Linked DNA regions of Mus musculus: region 1 is linked to region 2. A link is a contact called in public promoter capture Hi-C data. All regions are on one chromosome and are shown on one strand. Each heading gives the region's core, a stretch centred on a gene start, on an enhancer-like site or on the middle of the called end of the contact. The rest is flanking DNA. Distances are from core to core; before and after follow the strand shown.

The links. Promoter capture Hi-C pulls out the DNA fragments that hold promoters and counts their contacts.
Region 1: a promoter capture Hi-C map of liver shows a contact between it and region 2, with 2.6 times the contacts expected there. The contact joins the promoter of Acox2 here to the enhancer-like site in region 2. A contact is called at or near these places in 8 of 39 promoter capture datasets (the C10 cell line, cranial neural crest, liver and 3 more).

Annotation. Positions count from the first base shown.
Region 1 is chr14:8,257,003-8,261,179 of GRCm38.p6, reverse strand. Acox2 (acyl-Coenzyme A oxidase 2, branched chain) reads left to right here and starts at 2,161. Exons shown (of 15, transcript NM_053115.2): 1 at 2,161-2,358.
Region 2 is chr14:7,827,716-7,831,952 of GRCm38.p6, reverse strand. The region is part of intron 1 of Flnb (filamin, beta); the gene reads right to left. Among named protein-coding and RNA genes, the nearest start is that of Flnb, 12 kb to the right of the region's middle. Within about 2 kb of position 2,247, at least 18 of the 459 cell types and tissues checked have an H3K27ac peak or open chromatin away from gene starts, as enhancers often do. A contact at or near this core is called in liver, where this site is marked.

The DNA.
Region 1 (4,177 bases), core at 912-3,411, 430 kb before region 2:
CAAATAGGGAGAAGGAAGGAAGAGGGGGCAAGGGAAGAAATTCAGGGTGGTCAGTTGAAAGTGCCATTTGAGGGGTTGTATGGAAACCTAATATAGTATAAGCTTCCTATAATATATACATATATAAAGGTGATCTAAATGAAATTGCCAAATACTGGGGAAGACAAAGTCCAAACTGGACATCTCCCATCACCAAATGAATCTTCCAGTACCAGGAATGAGTTACACCCAATAGAGCTGTTGGCCAAAAGGGTCTCAAGGGAACAACACCCAAACAATCCAGGGTATTGCCAAGGCTCTCCACAAGTCAACAATAAGATCCCACTGCTGATGACAAAACTTACACAATTCATTAAACATGGAAAAGTCGAGCTGATGCCTACCTAGAACCTGCACAGATCTGCACCAGATGGAGTCCTAGAGCTGAGAGAAGTGGACACATGCCCCCACCTCTGGGATGTAGTATTTGAAGTACTGGAAGGTACTCTGCATGCTACCAAAGGAGAAGGATATACACCAGCAAACCCTTCTCTCTACAAGAGTGACCTGCCTGCAAGATAGGCTAGTGAATTAGTGGCACAAAGCTTGTGGGTGTAACAAACAAAGACCTGATTTAAGGTCCATGCCGTAAGATGGAACTCATACCCAACATGGCTTGTGACCAAGACTGACACTAGATAGACCTAGGGTCAACCAAATCTTACTGTCCTGCTAAAGGAATGTAGCAATAAAATAACTCCTAATGACATCCTGCGACACTCATTGATCCAAAGCTGATGACGAAAGCACTTGTTAACAGAGAGCTTATAAACTGCCAGTTCTTTATTGTAGTCTCTAGTCCCAGCACCCAGCAGGCAGAGCCACGGGGATTACCATAAGTTTTGGACTATTTGATCTACATACTAAGTTCCAGACCAGCAAGGACTTCACAGTGAAACCCTGTGTGAAACCAAACGTGAGAGAGTCAGGGAGATTGTTCAGTGAGTAGAGTGCATAGCCAACCATGACAGCCTGTGTCCAATCCCTAGGACCCTCATGGTAGAAGAAAAGAATCAACTCCCACAACAGCTGACATTCACAAGCATACTTTGGCACATTCATATTTGTATACACATGCCCTCCCCTCTTCTCTTTCTCTCACTCTCTCTGTCTAAATATTTTTTAAAATATGGAAATACAAATGGAGAGAAATTAAGTAACTTCCCATGATCGATGATGGCACAAATGTTTAGAGAGGCCAGATGACCATCTCCAAACAGCGAGGTCAGGGTCACCTTTATTATGTATGTATGTATGTATGTATGTATGTATGTGAGAGAAAGGGAGGGAGAAGGGAGGGAGAGAGAGGGAGAAGGAGAGAGGAGTAAAGTCATCAGCTAGTCTGTGCCATGGTGCACTTGAGGATGTCAGAGCACAACCTCTCACAGGGAACTGCATCTTCCTGCAGAGCAAACTGGATAGTGTCTTGGGGATCATGGGGAGCCGTGAGGTCCCTTGGTGTGCTCATGCTCGTGCATGCATGCACACACACACACACACACACATATACACACACTGAGTATGCACTATATACACACATATTAGCACACGTGGGGAGGATGGACAAAGCCCCAGAGAAGAAAACACTGGAATCATGAAGATTTGGAAGTACTGTAAGAGGCCTGTGACTTCTCTCCCAACATTGTACAAATGAGTAGTGTACATATGGAGTAAGAGTTCATCTTTGTGACCTGAGACCTAGTTCAAATTCCAGGTGGGTGGTTTACTTATTGCACAACTTTGGCACTGGTTCTTCACTGACACCATGAAGAATTCATCCTACCTCCCAGGGCAAAGGCTGGATACAAAGGAAGGTCCCAGTGTGCCTCACGTGTGGAGACCAAGTTCTCAGGATCCTTCATAACATACTGCACTCCTCAGGAGCCTGGGCTGGGGGTGAGAGGCTGGGGGCTGTGGGGACACTGGTGAGAAGCACGGCACAGACAAGACCACCGTCAGAGCAGAAGCAGGGGAGAGGGATACTCCTTTCAGCTCACTGTGATGTGACTAGCTTGCCTCCTTGGTGGCAGGACGGGTCCAGAATTTCACAGTGGAAACACCACCTGGACACAGGACACACCCCTCAGAGGGATCCTTTAAGCCTGGAAGCTGAGTCATGCCAGAGTTGCCTGGCACCTGATACAATATACACCCTTTGCCCAACGACACTGGCAGGAAACAGCAGGGCCTCATGCAATACTCTGGCAGAGTCTGTAAATACCAGCACTTTGAGGAGGAGAAAGGAGTGTGGACAAGAGTCTGAAGATTGGGCCTATAGGGAAGAGCCAGCCCAGCCTACAGCGCTGTCCCAGGACAGAGGTGAGTCAAGAGTTTAGTCCCAGGCCAGCCAGAGAACTGACAGAACATACCAAAGGTAATGGCAGTAAAGTGGCGGGCATCCTTAATGGCTCTCAGTTCTGCCCTTGGTTCTCTTGTTGTTTACAGTTGTTTACAGGGGGAAACTGGTGACCACAATAACAAAAATGTAAGGAGTTACTTGCCCCACCTGTTAAAAGGTTAAGAGAGAGGGGGGATTAGCAATGTGGGCTGAGGGCTTGGGTGTTGAAGGAGGTGCAAGGAACCTCGATGAGGGCTGGCATTGAGTAAGACAGAGGAAGTCATGGTGACATCTGAGGAAAGGGTGTCCAGGCAGAGGCAGAGTCCTGGCAAAGGCTGACCAGGAGAGTTGGGGAGCAGCCAGGAGGCAAGGGCGTCTGGCACAGAGGAAGCCAGAGGCAAGACGAGGAGGCAGCTAGGAAGCCTCACAGGAAGGCAGGCAGACAAAGGGCTCCTTGTATACACCAGGCCTCTTGTCAGTACCCCAGACGCCCTCTTCAGAAGCCTGCCAGGGGCTGTGACCTTACAAGGGTACCCCCTTCCTCAGTCCTGTCCTTACTGTACCCTTACTGTATCCTCAGGCTCAGGGGATGAAGGAAAAGAGAACAGGTGACAGGCAGCAGGGAAAGTTGACGGCCAGGCTCTGGGACCACGGAGACAGAGCCACCTCCCTAGCACTGAGTGCTGGGAACAAAGTGCATGAGGGGTGGCCAGTTCTCACAGGAATGCTGATGTCGGGAGGGTTGAGCTACTGTGAGGTCTCTGCAAGCTGGAGCTCACTAGGAACACTGGGGAGTTGAGCCTCAGCCCGAAGAAACAAGAGGGGCAGAAGTCGGGAGGAAAGCATGCAGGCTAGCTGGTGGGAAGCAAGTTTGTGGGCGTGCTAGGACTCCTTTCTACAAGCTAACTCCCTTCTGCACAGTTACAATGACAAGCAAGAAAAGAAAGATGAGACACTGAGCCAGGTAAGAGGGGAAGGTGGCAGAGTGGTGGCCAAGGAGATGGCAAGGAACAGATAGGGCTAAGGGGACTCAAAGAAGGTGGATGGATGAGTCTAGTTGTTCATTCACTGAGGGGAGTGGGGACTTCTAAAAGGCCAAGGGTTTGTTGTGAAGGAAGCAGGCCACATCTTGGCTATGGGGGACACAGGAGTCCAGAGAGAAAGCACTTCACAGGAAGAGAGCAAGCTTTCTCCTCCTCTTCCTTCTTCCTACAGGCTTCCTCTCCTTCATTCTCTTCTCCTACACTATGGGAATTAAACCCAGGGCCTTTTGTAGACTAGGCAAGCACTCTCCAGGTATCTACTACTGTTTTGAAACACAGTCTCACTGAATTACCCAGCCTGTCTGGAACTAGTTCTGTACTCCAGGTAGATCTTATGATCCTCCTACCTCTGCCTGCCAAGTATATGGGATGACAGACCTATACCATCAAGCCTCATGCCACAGTGTTCAAATAGATATCACAGGAATTGAGAAGTAAATGAGGTGTGTGGGTCCCTCCTAGTGAGCCAGAGGCAGTGAACCTCCCAGGAAGGTATGGTGTGAGCAAGCTATCTGCTTTGTGCTGGACTCCAGCCACCTCTAGTATAAGTCACTCGCTCAACCTGTTCTCTTCCACATAACCCCCACTGACTTCATGAAGATTGTCCCAGATGTGCTACAAACTACAGAGGATGGGAAAGCTCTGTGGTCAAACCGTCTGGACCTTGGCTACTGCAGACAGAACAATATTGATTGCATTCACTTGTGAGCAGTATGTGGACCACAGCCAGTAGCCATGAAGTCGGGGTGGGAGTGTG
Region 2 (4,237 bases), core at 998-3,497:
CTTTGAATTCACCTGCCTCAGACTCTCAAATGTTACCTCCCTCCCCTCCCCCTTCTGGTAGAGTCTATGTTGCCCAGGCTGGTTTCAAACACTCATGCTCAAATGAGCCTCTAAACCTGAGAAGCACCTGGGATTACAGATCACCTTGCCTGTCTGGAGAGCAGGAGAGAAACATCTTCCTGTGGCCAGTCAGAGCCAACAAAAAGGTGATCAGCATATTACAATTCTTTCAAAGGCCATCTCTTATACAGACAAGGCAAAAGCAAACATGCAAGAAAAGAGAGGGGGAAATGGCCCAGTCAAGAAAAGTGCTTGCCTCTAAAATATGGAGGTCAGAGTTCAATCCCCAGCACTCATATAAAAAGCCGTCCTACCTGCCCCCCCCCACATAAGCACATACACACAGCATCAAAAGAAATAAATAAAACCTTTAAAAGAAGGTTGTGAGATAGCTTAGCAGACAAAGGTGTTTGCCCTGCAAACCTGGCAACCCAAATTCAATCTCTAAGACCAAACTGTAGGAGAGAACCAATTCCCACAAGTTGTCCTCCAGCATCTCCTGAAGTGATGTGATGTGACAATGCATGCCTGCCCTGGCCAATCAAGTACTCACTCGCACATGCAATAACAACAAATACATCCTTTAAAAAACAAAACAACAAACAAACAAACAAAAAACAAAGAAGGTTGGCAAGATGCCCGAGCAAGTAAAGATGCCCACTGCCAAGCCTGAAGATGACTCAGATTCCATCTCTACAACATACACGGTGGAAAAAAACAGAACTACCCCCCCAGAACTATCCTCTGACCTTTACACATGGGGTGTGACTCACATACACATATACACATGTGCACAGGTACACACTCTCACACACGTACACACACACATGCTTTAAATTTGAAAAAAAATGGGGGGGGGATATTGTAAGAGACAAAAAGAATGGATTAATGAAAGAAAAGGTGAAGAGCAAAGGAGCCAGTAGGGAAAAAAAATTAAAAAAGGAAAATGATTGTCCAAACTGTGGTGGTTTGGATGAAAATGCCCACCAAAACCTCGTATATCTGAATGCTTGGTCCCCACTTAGTAGAAGTGTTTGGGAAGGATTAGGAGGTGTGGCCTGGGATGGGCTTTGAGCTTTTAAAAGCTATACCATTCGCAGCTCTCTTGACCTCCTACATACAGATAAGATATTAACTTTCCTCTACTGTCCCAGCACCATGCCTGCTTGCCTGCTGCCATGCTCCTCACCAGACTCCAACCTTCTATAAATTACCTTGGTCATGGTGTCTCATCAATGAGAAAGCAACTAAAATACAAACTGATAAGAAAAGTAGAAGAATCTGTCAAGAGTACTTGGCATTGCCAGGAGTGGTGGCTTCTGCCTTTTATCTATGCCTTAGGAGGCTTGCCCCAAGTTTTGGACCTGCCTAGGCTACAGTGTGAGATGCTGTCTTTTTTATTTTTTATTTTTTAAAAAGGCATTAGCTTTTAATCTCAGAACTTGGAAGGCAGAGGCAGGCAGATCTCTGAGTTCAAGGGCAGCGTGGTCTACAGGACAGCCAGAGCTACATAGTTAGATCTGTCTCCAAAAAACAAAAACAAACAAACAAAGAACAAAACAACAACAAGTAAAAGTGCCATCATTCTTTCTATCTTTAAGGCAAGATTGCCCAGAAGGCCAGAAAATGCCACTAAGGCAAATGGTAGCTAACCAACAGATAATCAAAAACCCAGGTGACCTCTTCTCTTGATAACAGTCTCAGTCTCCCAGATTTGACCAATTCCTAGCCAGGGTAAACCTTCCTTGATAATGAGATTCCTTCTTCCTCTAGCCCGAGGTGACCCTCACCAATGAAGGAAGGGTACGAGAAGATGGGGGATGGGTGTGATTTATGTGACATTTATGGTCCTCCAGGACTGGAGTGCTATTTCAGAGTGCTGTGACAGGGCAAACAAAGTACTTCCAATCAGAACACTCCAGAAACCCTGCCCCAAGACTCCCAAGGAAGTGGCAGGGTCATTCTGACCCTATTGTCTTAAGCACTTGGAACGTGACTATGTCAGAAGTAGCTATCATTCCATCTCCTTTGCCTCACTGGAAATAGAAATGGGATATTCTGTGGGTCTGGTGTGCGACGGGGAAAAGTTCCTCCATAAGAGCATGAAGCCTTCCGGCCAGTATGGGACAATCTCTACAAGTCCCTAAGAGGGCAAGGGAAACCAACTAGGCTGTCCAACTCTGTCCTGCCAGGGGACTTCTGAAACACAGTTTAAACTGTGGGTGTAGCCGAGTAACTAAAAACTAAACTGAATATCTCTACTGGGCAGCTAAACATGAGACAAAAATTGCAACAGTTACCAAACATAATAACTGTTATTAACAGACCCTGGCAGTCCCAATAAAAGTTGGTCCTTAAAGCTTTTAAAACACAGGAAGTAGCTGGAACACCCCTGCTCCATGGTTGACCAAAACATATTCCTGAACCAAGAGACTTCCAAACCATAATGAGGGGCAAGTAAGCCATTCAATGTTAACGCTGGTCCAAGCACAGTTAAAGCTCAAAGGTGAATCTGGTTACAAACACCAGTGTGAGCAATGAGTGCACAAGAGCGTTCCAGTCCACAGTCTCATTCCTGAGAAAAAGCACCTCTCTCTCCTCACTTACAAGCAAAAAGAGACTGTATGCCAAACTCCCTGAAAGGAAGCAAAATAATTCACCCAAGTTCTTCACAGGGAAGAGCCATGCTTTTCTCTGTACTTAATTTTTTTTTTCAAAATAAATAATTACAAATGTAAATTTAAAAATTATATTTATGTATGTAACCATTTTATTTTATTTTATTTTATTTTTAAAGATTTATTTATTTATTATATGTAAGTACACTGTAGCTGTCTTCAGACACTCCAGAAGAGGGCGTCAGATCTTGTTACAGATGGTTGTGAGCCACCATGTGGTTGCTGGGATTTGAACTTCAGACCTTCGGAAGAGCAGTCGGGTGCTCTTACCCACTGAGCCATCTCACCAGCCCCTGTATGTAACCATTTGTGTGTGTGTGTGTGTGTGTGTGTGTGTGTGTGTGTGTGTGTGTGTGTGCGTGCACATGTGTGTATGTACATGCATCATGTTGGATATGTGGGAGAAGACAGAGGACAATTTACAGGAGTTCTTGATCCTTCTAACATGTGGGTCCCAGGAACTGAACCCCAAGCATTTTAACCCCCTAAGCCACCTCACCAGCCTACAAAAATTACCTTTCTTTCAAAAACATGCTTGAGGCTAAAGAGACGGTTCAATAGTTAAGAATACTGACTGCTTTTCCAGAAGACCCAGGTTCAATTCCCAGCACCCCCGTGGTAGCTCACAACTGTCTGTAACTCCAGTTTCAGGCGATCTGATGTCTACACATAGACAAACATGCAACACACCCCTACTAGCCAGCTGGGTGTGCCTCAGTTTCCTTACCTCTATAAGGACATTTTAACAATAATTGTCTTTCAAAGTTGCCATGAATGCTGGGCAGTGGTGGCACATGCCTTTAATCCCAGCACTTGGGAGGCAGAGGCAGGCAGATTTCTGAGTTTGAGGCCAGCCTGGTCTACAAAGTGTGTTCCAGGACAGCCAGGGCTACACAGAGAAACCATGTCTCAAAAAACAAAAACAAAACAAAAAAAGTTGCCATGGGGCTTCCTTTAGCTATTGTTGGAAAGTCTTTATAACAAGGCCTGGTTCTTTGCAGATACTCAATATACACACTCTACTTCTTATGAAGCGGTTGCTATGACTACTGGGCTCTGAGCCTCAGTGGCTCACTATTAAGTTCATTGTCTGAGCTTCACTTGAGAAACCTTGCTTTCTAACAGGTGACCGTCAACTGTCAGTGACGAGAGGATGAGTATGAAGGACTGAATCAAGTTCAACATCACAGATCCAAAAGTTGGGAGTTTGTCTGGGACACCCACAGGTCACACTATACAATTGTTCCCGCTTTAGCAACAAGATGCAACAAACAAACAAACAAACAAACAAACAAACATATTACAAGCAAATCAAAGCACTGGGCTTATTACTCAACCCATTGTGCTAGAGACTGTTTATTTATTCGGCAAGTTATTTCTTAAGTGCTAAGCTCAGAGGTAAGATATATCCCTGGAACAATTACAACAGCAGAAGAGACCAAGTCAGATGTTAGAGAGGGATACGGGTCCTAAGGACAGGGAACGGACTCTCTATCTAC